2 separate regions of the Sus scrofa genome follow, and region 1 is linked to region 2. The links are chromatin contacts, called in public Hi-C maps. All regions are on one chromosome and are shown on one strand. The core of a region is the stretch at or near the end of the contact, and the rest is flanking DNA. Distances in the headings are between cores, read along the strand shown.

What was found. A called contact is a pair of places that touch in the nucleus more often than the background predicts.
Region 1: a contact with region 2 is called in a Hi-C map of liver, with 3 times the contacts expected there. The contact joins two enhancer-like sites. A contact is called at or near these places in 1 of 5 promoter capture datasets (liver) and 6 of 47 Hi-C or Micro-C datasets (embryonic fibroblasts, liver and skeletal muscle).

Annotation. Positions count from the first base shown.
Region 1 is chr2:117,123,930-117,129,898 of Sscrofa11.1, forward strand. All of the region lies in intron 3 of LOC106509522 (a long non-coding RNA gene), which reads right to left. Among named protein-coding and RNA genes, the nearest start is that of EPB41L4A, 110 kb to the right of the region's middle. Within about 2 kb of position 2,177, at least 9 of the 83 cell types and tissues checked have an H3K27ac peak or open chromatin away from gene starts, as enhancers often do. A contact at or near this core is called in liver, where this site is marked.
Region 2 is chr2:117,044,414-117,049,883 of Sscrofa11.1, forward strand. The region is part of intron 5 of LOC106509522 (a long non-coding RNA gene); the gene reads right to left. Among named protein-coding and RNA genes, the nearest start is that of APC, 62 kb to the left of the region's middle. Within about 2 kb of position 3,203, at least 3 of the 83 cell types and tissues checked have an H3K27ac peak or open chromatin away from gene starts, as enhancers often do. A contact at or near this core is called in liver, where this site is marked.

The DNA.
Region 1 (5,969 bases), core at 927-3,426, 78 kb after region 2:
TATCTTGGAGCCTAGTCCAGCCTAGATAAATTGCACTCCAGCTTACCCACAGGTGTGTAGGGGAGTGAGAAGGAGATGCTTATTGCTGTCTGCCACTGAGATCTGAGTGGTTTGTCATGCAATATTGTTGAGGCAGTAGCTTACTGAACTACCCTACCCAAATGCTTCTCCTTTTTTTTTTTTTTTTTTTTTTTTTACGGCCACACCCTAGGCTAGGGGTCTAATCAGAGCTTCAGCCTCAGGCCTACACCACAGTTACAGTAACACTGGATCCAAGCCATATCTGCAACCTATGTTGCGGCTTGTGGCAATGCCGGGTCCTTAACCTACTGAGCGAGGCCAGGGATCAAACCCGCGTCCTGATGGACCCAATGTCAGGTTCTTAACCTGCTGAGCCACAGTGGCAACCTTCCCCAAGTGCTTCTTATGAATGAGATTCTTGAGCCCCACCGTAGACCTAATAACTGATCATCTCTAGGGTGTTTTTAGAAATCTGAATTTTACCAAAATTTTCAGGAGTCTTAAGCTTACTACTGGGCATCAGTATTTATCACCCTGCTATTTCCATCAATGTGGAAAGAGCAGTAGGTTAGCACCCACAGAGCTGCAACATTTACCTACAAAAAACTGAGAAATGTGGGTCTGTAGAGAAGCCAGGAAACAAAATTTTCTCACTGAATCATTTAATTAAAAGTGTGGGAATTTAGAAACTTAAAGGCTTCTTGAGGCGATTTATAAACATAGCACTTCTCAAAAAGCTATCCTTTCACACGGGTGCCCATTTAACACCCCCTATTTAAATCTGAATAAGTTAAAATTAATTGGCCTGCAGAACATTAATAACAACATAATATTAATTAAACTTGTACTTAGTAGGCCCTTTTCCATCAGGAAGACAATGGAAAAATAAAATATGCCAAAGAGCTTCCAGCTTAGTTAGGCATTTCTCCTCCATGTGCAGAGAAGGGCATTTGGGAGTTTTAAGAAAAATAAGTGATATGGCATATATCCCGACAAAACTTTCATTCAAAAAGATACATGCACCTTCTTCACTGCAGCACTATTCACAATAGCCAAGACATGGAAACAACACAAATGTCCATTGACAGATGAATGGATTGAGAAGATGAACTACATATACACAATGGAATATTATTCAGCCATAAAAAATGACAAATAATTTCATTTGCAGCAACATGGATGCAAATAGAGATTCTCATACTAAGTGAAATAAGCCAGAAAGAGAAAGACAAATACCATATAATATTGCTTACCTGTGGGATATAAAATATGGCACAGATGAGCCTATCTACGGAACAGAAATAGACTCACAGACATGGAGAACAGACTTGTGGTTGCCAAGGGGGAGGGAGTGGGATGGACTGGAGTTTTGGGGTTAGTAGATGCAAACTATTACATTTAGAATGGATAAGAAATGAGGTGCTATTGTATAGCACAGGGAACTATATCCAATCACTTGTGATAGAACATGATAGAAGACAATATGAGAAATAGAAGATACTATGAGAAAAAGAAAAAACAATTTCTGTACAGTAGAAATGACAGAAACACTGTAAATCAATTAAAGTAAAAATTTTTTTTAAAAAGTGACACAGTTCTTGGGTTCCTGCCTTCCATATGCTTCCATGGGATGACTTCTGTCATTTCTGTAGGCACCCAATCACGTCTCTCACCATTTGTTCTCTTTGGAACCCACCTTGATTCCTGTCTTATGAGAGTATCCCTTTTGGTCACAAGACAAAACACTCTCTTTCCTCAACCTTGAATTCACCTCAATGTTCCTGCCCCAAGTTTCCTCCTCAGTGTACAGTATCCTGCCCGGAAATTCCACTACTCAGCAACTAAACAGGTGACCAAACTTGTGAATTCAGGGCCTGCATTTAGTGTCCTAGTTCTACCTGGCCAGGAGCAATGACCATGAACAAGAAATTTCATAATGGACTTTCAAGGTCATGAGATCCATGGCTTGAGAAAGCATTTTCAGTAGTAGCTAGAATAGGAACTTCGAAATCTGCAGGAAGTCTCACTCTGTGATTATTGTGTGGCAGGAGCTAAGTATTGATTTGTGTTATTTGCTCACCTGAAGCTCCCTTGCTAACCTCGGGGAATGGGTGACTCAAGTAACCTTTGGTCACTGAAAACAGAGCACATGATACACTTTTTTTCTCCTGACAATATAATATCATGTACCTAGTAAATTGCCCTGTGCCTTTCCTGACAATACTAACCAGGGTTTTGCCCTGTGAGACTTAACTTCTGTAAGAGACAGCTAGGCACATATCATGATGTCATCCTTATTATCTTACATGAACAATTCCTAACAGCATCAAATGTTGTGAAATATAAGCATTTCTAGAAAAAGAATTGTGCACTGGATGTGTTTTTTTTCTACCTGGAGTGTCCTCAAAAATATTTCACAATCGTTACTAGGGGAACAGAAACAGTAAGTTTATGGGCCGAACATCTCTGTAATTTTAGGTCTTGGATGAACTGGTATCACTTGGCAGTTCTAGTCTCATTATGGAGAAGTCCCATGATCGAGCATTCAAGAACTGCTAACAGGAGTTCCTGTCATGGCTCAGCAGAAACAAATCTGACTAGTATCCATGAGGATGCCGGTTGGATCTCTATCTTCGATCAGTGGGTTAAGGATCTGACCTTGCAGTGAGCTGTGTTATAGGTTGCAGATGTTGCTCAGATCTGGCAATACTGTGGCTGTGGCATATGCTGGCAGCTGCAGTTCCGATTGGACCCCTAGCCTGGGAACCTCCACATGCCATGGGTTCAGCCCTAAGAAGACAACAAAAACAAAACAAAACAAAAACCACCAACAGTGATCCACATGGCATGGCTTAGGGAAGCTCACATTCCCAGCTGGATCAGCTCCTGGGTGATGGTCTAGAATTGGAATCATCACTGCCATTTGTCCTCAGGGGCAGATCCTACAGGTATCCTACCCAGATCTTATTTCTCTAGGCTAGGCTCCCAACCCACTCCATTTGCTGCTTCTCAAAGCAGCTCACAGCTGCCTCTTTCTTTGGCACCTGTCCTTAGCCATTGGGAGCACCCTTATCCCTAGAAGCCAGGGAGGTTATGAGCCCCCTCCATGGGGGGATGGCCTGTGACCCATGACTGACTGATAGGGAGTGCCATAAAGCTCACCCCCGTTGCCTCAGGCAGAGGAGACTGTGGGACAATTCAGGCTCTAGAATTCCCCATGAGATGAGGCTGAGGCTAGACGTCTTCTGAAACAACATCTTTTCCTAACAATTTCCCTTCCCCAATTCTGCTGCCCTCACTCCCTTACAGGTTTTACCCAGGATTACTTTCTCACTCTGTCCACAAAATGCTTACACAAGAATTTCAGTCTCAGGTGTCACTCCCAAGGAGTGTATCCTATGACACCTTTCCAAATAGGGTGAGAAAAATATTCCCGAACAGTATATAACTATTGAGAACAAGGTGGCTGAGTTGCAAACACTAGTTAAAAACCCTCGGATGCACTTAAATAGCACGTGAAATATAAAAAGCTGCCAATTGGGCAGATGTTATAATAAACATCAATCTGGTTGCAATGTTCACAGACAGACGTCTTCATTTATGTTTGAATGGACATCGCTTAAAAGCCAGCAGCGCTGCAAATAGGAACTCATCTTTTATGTGAAAGTTATAGCTATTAGCCACTGGAAAATTCACCTCTGACAGCGGGCTGGGAAAGAAGGCAAGTCACGTGTCATGCTCACACATTTAGATAAAGATGGAGCAACAAGAGAATTGTCAGGAATGAGTGACATCGACAGTATCATCATCACCATCATCATCAAATAACTGATAATGTTCATCCCAGGTAGGGTACCAGGCATTTTATCCAAAGGCCTGGTTATTTTCTATGAACACCATTTGAGTGTGATTCAGCAAAGGCATGTGTCTCTACAGCTGCAAAATAGTTCTATGACAGTGGAAAACTGCTACCAGGGCTGGAGTATCTTCCTCTGAATGAGAGCTCAGTCCTTGCCTTTTTGAAACATTTAAGGTAATCATCCCTTCCATATTGTAAAGGCCTTTCTCCTTTTCATCCCAAGCATTTTTAGTTGCTTTCTTTAATGCTTCAATTCATGTACCACCTGTTCACTAGAAGCTGTGCTTTTAGCTAAGCTACTAAAAGCAAGAAAGCATTAATCAAACATTAGCACTTTTTGGAAGTCAAGTGTAATCTAGAAATGGCAGACGGTGAAATCTTGACAATAATTACCTCTCATCTTTTGAGGGGGAAGCTCATTTGCCTGGGATATCTACACTCTTTGGCAGCTTCCCTTGTTCCCACAGCTGGAATTCTGAATTTTTAGATATGTGTTCCAGCTTCCTTTGAGAAACTGGGGACACGCAGAAATTTAGTAATTGGTTATACGTCCCAGAGCAAGGCATATGTGTGCACCCTGTCTTAACAATGTCAAGGTGTTGGTAATAAACTTGCACGGGCAGGGAGTTGGCAGGGCTTGTGTATCTGGGCACCAACCCATCACAGATGCTGCTTGGAAGCCTCTTTGTCTAAGGGACAAAATGTCCTTCCTACCAAACAAGAGTCCCTCTGTGTGTGCTTGAGAAACAGTCTCAAGAACAATGCACTAGTCTTTTCCCTCTTTCTTAGACATTCTCCCCAGGGAAATTGTACCACTGTCCATGTTGGTTTTACTATTACTCATCTTTAAAAAAATGTTTTTACGGTTGCACATGCCACATATGGAAGTTTCCAGGCCACAGACTGACCCCAAGCCAACCTGAACTACTGCAGTTGGATTCTTCACCCAATGTGCCACAGCAGGAATGCCTTACTTTTTTTAATTTTAATTTTAATTTTAATTTTTAGGGCTGCACCTGCAGCACATAGAAGGTCCCCGGGCCAGGGGTCACATCGGAGCTGGAGCTGCCAGCCTACACCACAGCCACAGCAATGTGGGATCCGAGCCGTGTCTTTGACCTATACCACAGCTCACAGCAATGAAGGATCCTTAACCCACTTGGTGAGTCCAGGGATCGAATCCACATCCTCATGGATACCAGTCAGGTTCTTAACCTGCTGAGCAACAACAGGAACTCCCAGGAACTCCTTTCTATTACTCGTCTTAAAACTCATTCTCCTTCCTTCATCCCAAATTACCAACTTATTGATTTCATGCCTCCCCTTCCAGCAGAATTGACGGAAGAGTTGCCTGTACTTGGTGTCTTCTTTCTTCACCTCGATTTTCACTCCAGTGCAGGCTTGCACGTCCACCTCTCCACTGAAACTGCTCTTGCTGAATCACCAGTGACCTCTGTAGTCGTGGCCATACAAATGAGAGATATTTTTCTGTCCTTGTCTCATTTGGCCTCTGGGCAGCATTTCATGTTGCCAAATAGTCTCCTTCATTCTCAGAAATTCCCTGACTTCCATGCAGTGGTTTGCTAGTAAACCAACTCTAAGAAGGAGAAAAAGCCCTGATTTCTAGTATTTTCCTTTTTCCATAGTGTAAGTAAATACTCTCAGTGTGGCCAATACCAAGCTCCCAATGGTTTAATGATGACTCATGTACAACTGCTTCCATGAATGGAATCCTAACACCATGTGTTCCTGGTTTTCTCCTTTAACCTCTTAGCTGCTTCGTGCATTTTGCTGGTCCTCTCTCCATGAGCAAAATTCTGAACGTTGATTTTCTTTAGGCTTATAGATTTGGGGCCTCCTCTCTTTTCCTTCCTTTCTTCCAAGAAGATCTCAATTATCCACATCATTTTAGTTTCCTTTAAAATCTTTTAAAATTATATTTATTTTTAATAGACAATAATTTAAAATGGAAATTCTATAAAAATACTTTAAGAAGTTTCATGTCTATTCCTGACCCCATCCACCCCTACCCCTTTACCCTTCAGGTAAACCGTTGTATTGGTTCCTTGTGTATTCTTCCAGGGTGCCC
Region 2 (5,470 bases), core at 1,953-4,452:
TTTTCTTTAATCAATTAGAATAATTTTTAACATACTGCTTTATGGTCACAAAAATAAAAACATCATACATGTGTTTCTAGTAGATAAGTATTATAAGGATTATTAATAAAAGATTTTCAGATACTTCCACTTCTGGAAAAGATGGAGTAACAAGTACCAGTGTAGCCTCAAGCTTTGAACAACCCCAAACAGGACAAAAACATGAATAAATAGATATTTTTTTGAGACACTGGACTCCTGGCAGTGGAGAATAGTGCATTGTGAGGGACAGGAAGCAAATACCTTAGATGTTTCTCTTGCTTGTTCGCTCTAAGGAAGCCAGCTGCCATGTTGTGAGCAGCTCTATGGAGAGGTCCATGTGGCATGAAACTGGAGGCCTCTAGCCAAAACCAAAGATGTGCTGAGGTTCTTATTCCAACAGTTCACAAGAAGTGCAATCCTTCCTACAATCATGTGGGTGAGCCTGGAAGTGGATTCTCCCCTGGTCAAGCTTTCAGACACTACTGCCTTGGCTAACAGCTTCATCTAAGACCTTGAGCCTCAGATAGCCAAGTACATAAACCATGCTTAACTTCCTGACACATAGAAACTGTGAAATAATAGCTATTGTTTTCAGCTGCTAAATCATAGAGTAATTTGTTACACAGCAAAAGATTAATATGGGGAGACAGACATGAGAATGGATACATTTGATGTTTTATTTATTTATTTATTTATTTAGTCTATTTGCCTTTTCTAGGGCCGCTTCCGAGGCATATGGAGGTTTCCAGGCCAGGGGTCCAATCGGAGTTGTAGCCACCAGCCTTCCCCAGAGCCACAGCAACGCCAGATCCCCAACCCACTGAGCAAGGCCAGGGATTGAACCCGAAACCTTATGGTTCCTAGTCAGATTCGTTAATCACTGAGCCATGATGGGAATTCCTCTTTTTATTTTTTTTAATGATTTTTATTTTTTTCCATTGTAGCTGGTTTACAGTGTTCTGTCAATTTTCTACTGTAAATTCAATTTCTAATACTGCTGCAACTGGTCAAAGAACAGGCTTAAGTATCTTCCTCACACAACCAATTACACATTTTAACTCTTTTTCTTCTATTGTTTGTATCTGCTGCAACTTTTCGTTTATGATAGAATAAAATGCCCTTTTCCTAAACTCCTCCTATTCCTTAAAGATTTCCAACTAAAGTGATTGAATATAACAAAGTAGTATGCTTTCCATCTAATGCGAGAGAAAAAGAAAACACTCCGTCTGGGTAGAAATTGATAATTAGCCATATCCAATTCCTGGACATCTGGCTTTTAAAAGAAACTAAACATAGTAATGTCTTTTTCCCAGGGCATTCTTTTACCAAAAATGCTATTTATTCTTTTGGTCTTTGAAAGCATAACATTGATGCAGTTTTAAATATCAATTTACCAAAGATCTGTCTCACTTTTTTTCATAGTACCATACATAGTGTTATGTATTTATTGTAGAAAATTTGTAAACTATAGAGAATTGTAAGAAGGAAAAAAAAAAATCTCACCATCCAAGGTAATTTTTCACATTTTGATGACTATCTTTTCCAGATTTGACTTTAAAAATGAAAGGAATTTCAGAATAACATTCTTCCCCTCAACAATAAATCCTAACAACAAAGGAATATTTTAATGAATGAAATTTAATAATGAACATCAAACCATTTATTCCATTGAAATCCACATCCATTTCCTCATACAGTTTGAGGTGTAGTTGATGACACTGACATTTTAGCCCTGATCACCAGTCTGAATAGCTCCGGGAAAAAACCCATAAGGCTAAAGCAGTCCCGGCAGCATATTGAGGATAGTGGGGCTCAGGGAAACACCATATGTTTGCACCCACTTTCCCTTTGTGCTGCAACTGCTGCTCCAGAATTTGTTGTGGGGGAGGGGTTCATAGCCTTGCACTTGGATCGTTAACAAGCTGGAGCCCACTCAAACAAGTGCTGGAGAACTGACAGTTAAATGTCAGGAATTTTGTGAACTGGTTCTTGAACATGTTCATTATTAAAAAATTAAACAATGTAAACTTTTGATTAAATGAATTATATTCCAAGAAAAGGTCATAAATACTCAAAACTCATCATTTTCAATCATTTTACATAGGCAATCTTGCTATTGCCTATGTTGCTGAAGCTATTTCCATCTACTATATCTGCACAGTAGAACAGGAGGTAATGGTTGCTGGGGCACATCTCTTTGTAACTCTGCGTCCTGTGACTGCAACTGGTAGTTTGGAATTGTCCAGGGTGAGCGTATTTAAACTATGGAAAGAGAAGAATACTCCAAATGTGGGCTCTATATTTAGTGTTTTGTTGACTGTATAGTGATGGAGAAAATGTAAATACTGGTGTACTGTTGTGGTTCAGTGGAAACGCATCTGACTAGTATCCATGAGGATGCGGGTTCCATCCCTGGCCTTGTTCAGTGGGCTAAGGATCCACTGTGGCAGTGAGCTGTGGTGTAGGTTGCAGATGCAGCCTGGATCTGGCATTGCTGTGGCTGTGGTGTAGGCCAGCGGCTACAGCTCCAATATGACCTCTAGCCGGGAACCTCCATATGCCGTGGGTGTGGCCCTAAAAAGACAAAAAAAAAGAGGAAGAAAAAAATGTTAATACTATAGATTAAATTAAAAATATGTCATGTCTATAACCGCTACATTGTCAATAGCACAAAGTTCAAAGAACTATTCCTCCAGTATTCACAAACTATTATCCAATTCATCCAAGTCAATCATGTCACTGATGAATGAGTCAAGTTCCAACACATATCTTCATGTTTCACTTTTATCTTAACCGTTAATGTCAATGAAAACATCAGCCAAAATTCTTGTCAATACACACTTGTTTGTTATTTACAATGGGATATTGGTTACGGATACAAAAGTTCAACAAAAATCAGTGAAGCATTCGATAGGAATCAATTGGCTATATGGAAGTCACACTAAAGGATAATGTACAATTTATTATTATTTAGAAAGTATATGTTCAATGCTCTTTATATCAGTAGAATTTAAAATAAATCTGTGCATGTGTGTGTGTGTTTCAGAGCACCAGTTGTTAATCATTTATTAATACATTATTGATCAAAGCAAGTTCTACCCTTTGCCCCATTCACCATAGTGTCCAGCAGATCCCTTTCAGCTAAGCACAGACTGATAAATAAATAGGAAAAAGAAGTGAAAGAAAAGAGCTGGAGGGATAGCAGAAAAGGGAGGAAGAAAAAGTTTTCACTGTCTTGTGTTTCATCTTCAGCCAATGGCTGTCTACCAGAAAGGAGACAAACCATTACACAACCCTAGTGACCTGGAGTCACAAACATGTGTGGGATTAGCTAATGTGTGGGGGAGAGCTAAGGAGCCAGGAGTCAGTAATCCATCAACAGTAATCACACTGACTCTGGGTCAGAAGTTGTTTTAGGTTTTTCTTTCTTTTTTGTTACTAACATTTAAAAAATTGAGGTATAGGCATTCCCTTCATGGCTCATTGGTTAACAAACCCGACTAGTATCCATGAGGATGCGGGTTCAATCTCTGGCCTTGCTCAGGGTAAGGATCCAGAATTGCTGTGAGCTGTGGTGTAGGTTGCGGATGCGGCTCGGATCCCGAGTTGCGGTGGCTATGGTGTGGGCTATCAGCTGTAGCTGTGATTCGACCCCTAGCCTGGGAACTTCCATATGCCATAGGTGCAGCCATAAGAAAAAAAAATGCAAAAAAGAAAAAAATTTGAGGTATAATTTATACACAGTAAAATTCACTGTATAGTTCTAAGAGTTTTGACAAGTACATATAGTCATGTAATTACCACTGCAACCAAGATACAGAACTTTTCCATCATACCCCCAAATACACTTGAGTATCTCCAGCTGCTGGTAACCACCAATGTTTCCTGTGCCTCTTGTTTTGTTTTCCAGAATGTCATTTAGAAGGACTCATACAGTATGCAGCATTTTGAGTCTAGCTACTCTCACTTAGCTTAATGTTCTAGAGAGTCCCTCATGTTGTTGCATGTATCAGCAGTTCTTTTCTTTTTCTTTTTTCTTTTTGCTTTTTAGGGCTGCACCCTGGGTATATGGAAGATCCCAGGCTAGGGGTCGGATTGGCCTACACCACAGCCACAGCAATGCGGGATCCGAGCCGTGTCTGTGACTACACCGCAGCTCATGGCAATGCCGGATCCTCACCCCACTGAGGAAGGCCAGGGATAGAACCCACACCCCCCTGGATCCTAGTCTTGTTCGTTAACCGGTAAGCCAAGAAGGGAAATCCAGTTCTTTTCCTCTCTTTTCTTTTTTTCTTTTTCTTTTTTTTTTTAGGGATGCACCTAGGGGTCTAATCGGAGCTGTAGCCGCCGGCCTACGCCACAGTCAAAGCAACACAGACTACGAGCGAGTCTGCAACCTACACCACAGCTCATGGCAACAGCGGATCTTTAACCCACTGAACGAAGTCAGGGATCGAACCCACAACCTCATGGTTCCTAGTCAGGTTCGTTTCTGCTGCGCCACAATGGGAACTCCTCTTTTTTTCTTTTTAAGGCCACACCCATGGCATATGGAAGTTCCCAGGCTAGGGGTCGAATCCAAGCTGCAGCTGCCAGCCCACACCACAGCCGCAGAAACACGGGATCCAAGTCCTGTCTTCAACCTACATCACAGCTCACGGCAACGATGGATCCCTGATCCCAGCCAGGGGTTGAACCCACATCCTCATGGATACTAGTCGGATTCACTTCTCCTGTGCCACAATGGGAACTCCCAGTAGTTCATTTCTTTTTTTGCAGTATACAGATTGCAGGATACCGTACCACTGGTTGTTTTCAGTGTAGAATGATTGTGAAAAATTCTACTTGTTTGTTTACTTATTTGCTTAAAGACTTTTGGGGGGAACAGATTTAGGTTCACAACAAAACTGACAGGAAGGCACAGAGATTTTCCACATATCCCCAGAATGCCCCATACATGAATAGCTTTCCCCATTATCAGTGTCACTCACCAAAATGGTACATGCATTTAAAATTTTTTTATTGAAATATAGTTGATTTACAATGTTGTGTTAGTGTCAGGTGTACAATAAAGTGATTCAGATATCAGGATATATATGCATATTCTTTTTTAAGTTCTTTCTCATTATAGGTTATTATAAGATATTGAATATAATTCCCTATGCTATACAGTAGGCCCTTGCTAATTATTTATTTGATTTATAGTAGTATGTATATTTTCACCCCAAACTCCTAATTTATCCCTCCCCTCCCTTTTCCCCTTCGGTAACCACAAATTTATTTTCTATTTTGTATTCCCCTCGGCAATGAGTAAGAGTTCCCATTGCTCTACATCCTTGCCAACATTTGGTGCTGTTGGAGATCCAGATTTGGGTCTTTCTAATAGGTGATAGTGGCATTTTTTTTTTTAATGGAGTTTAGAGAATTCTTTACATATTCTGGATCCAAG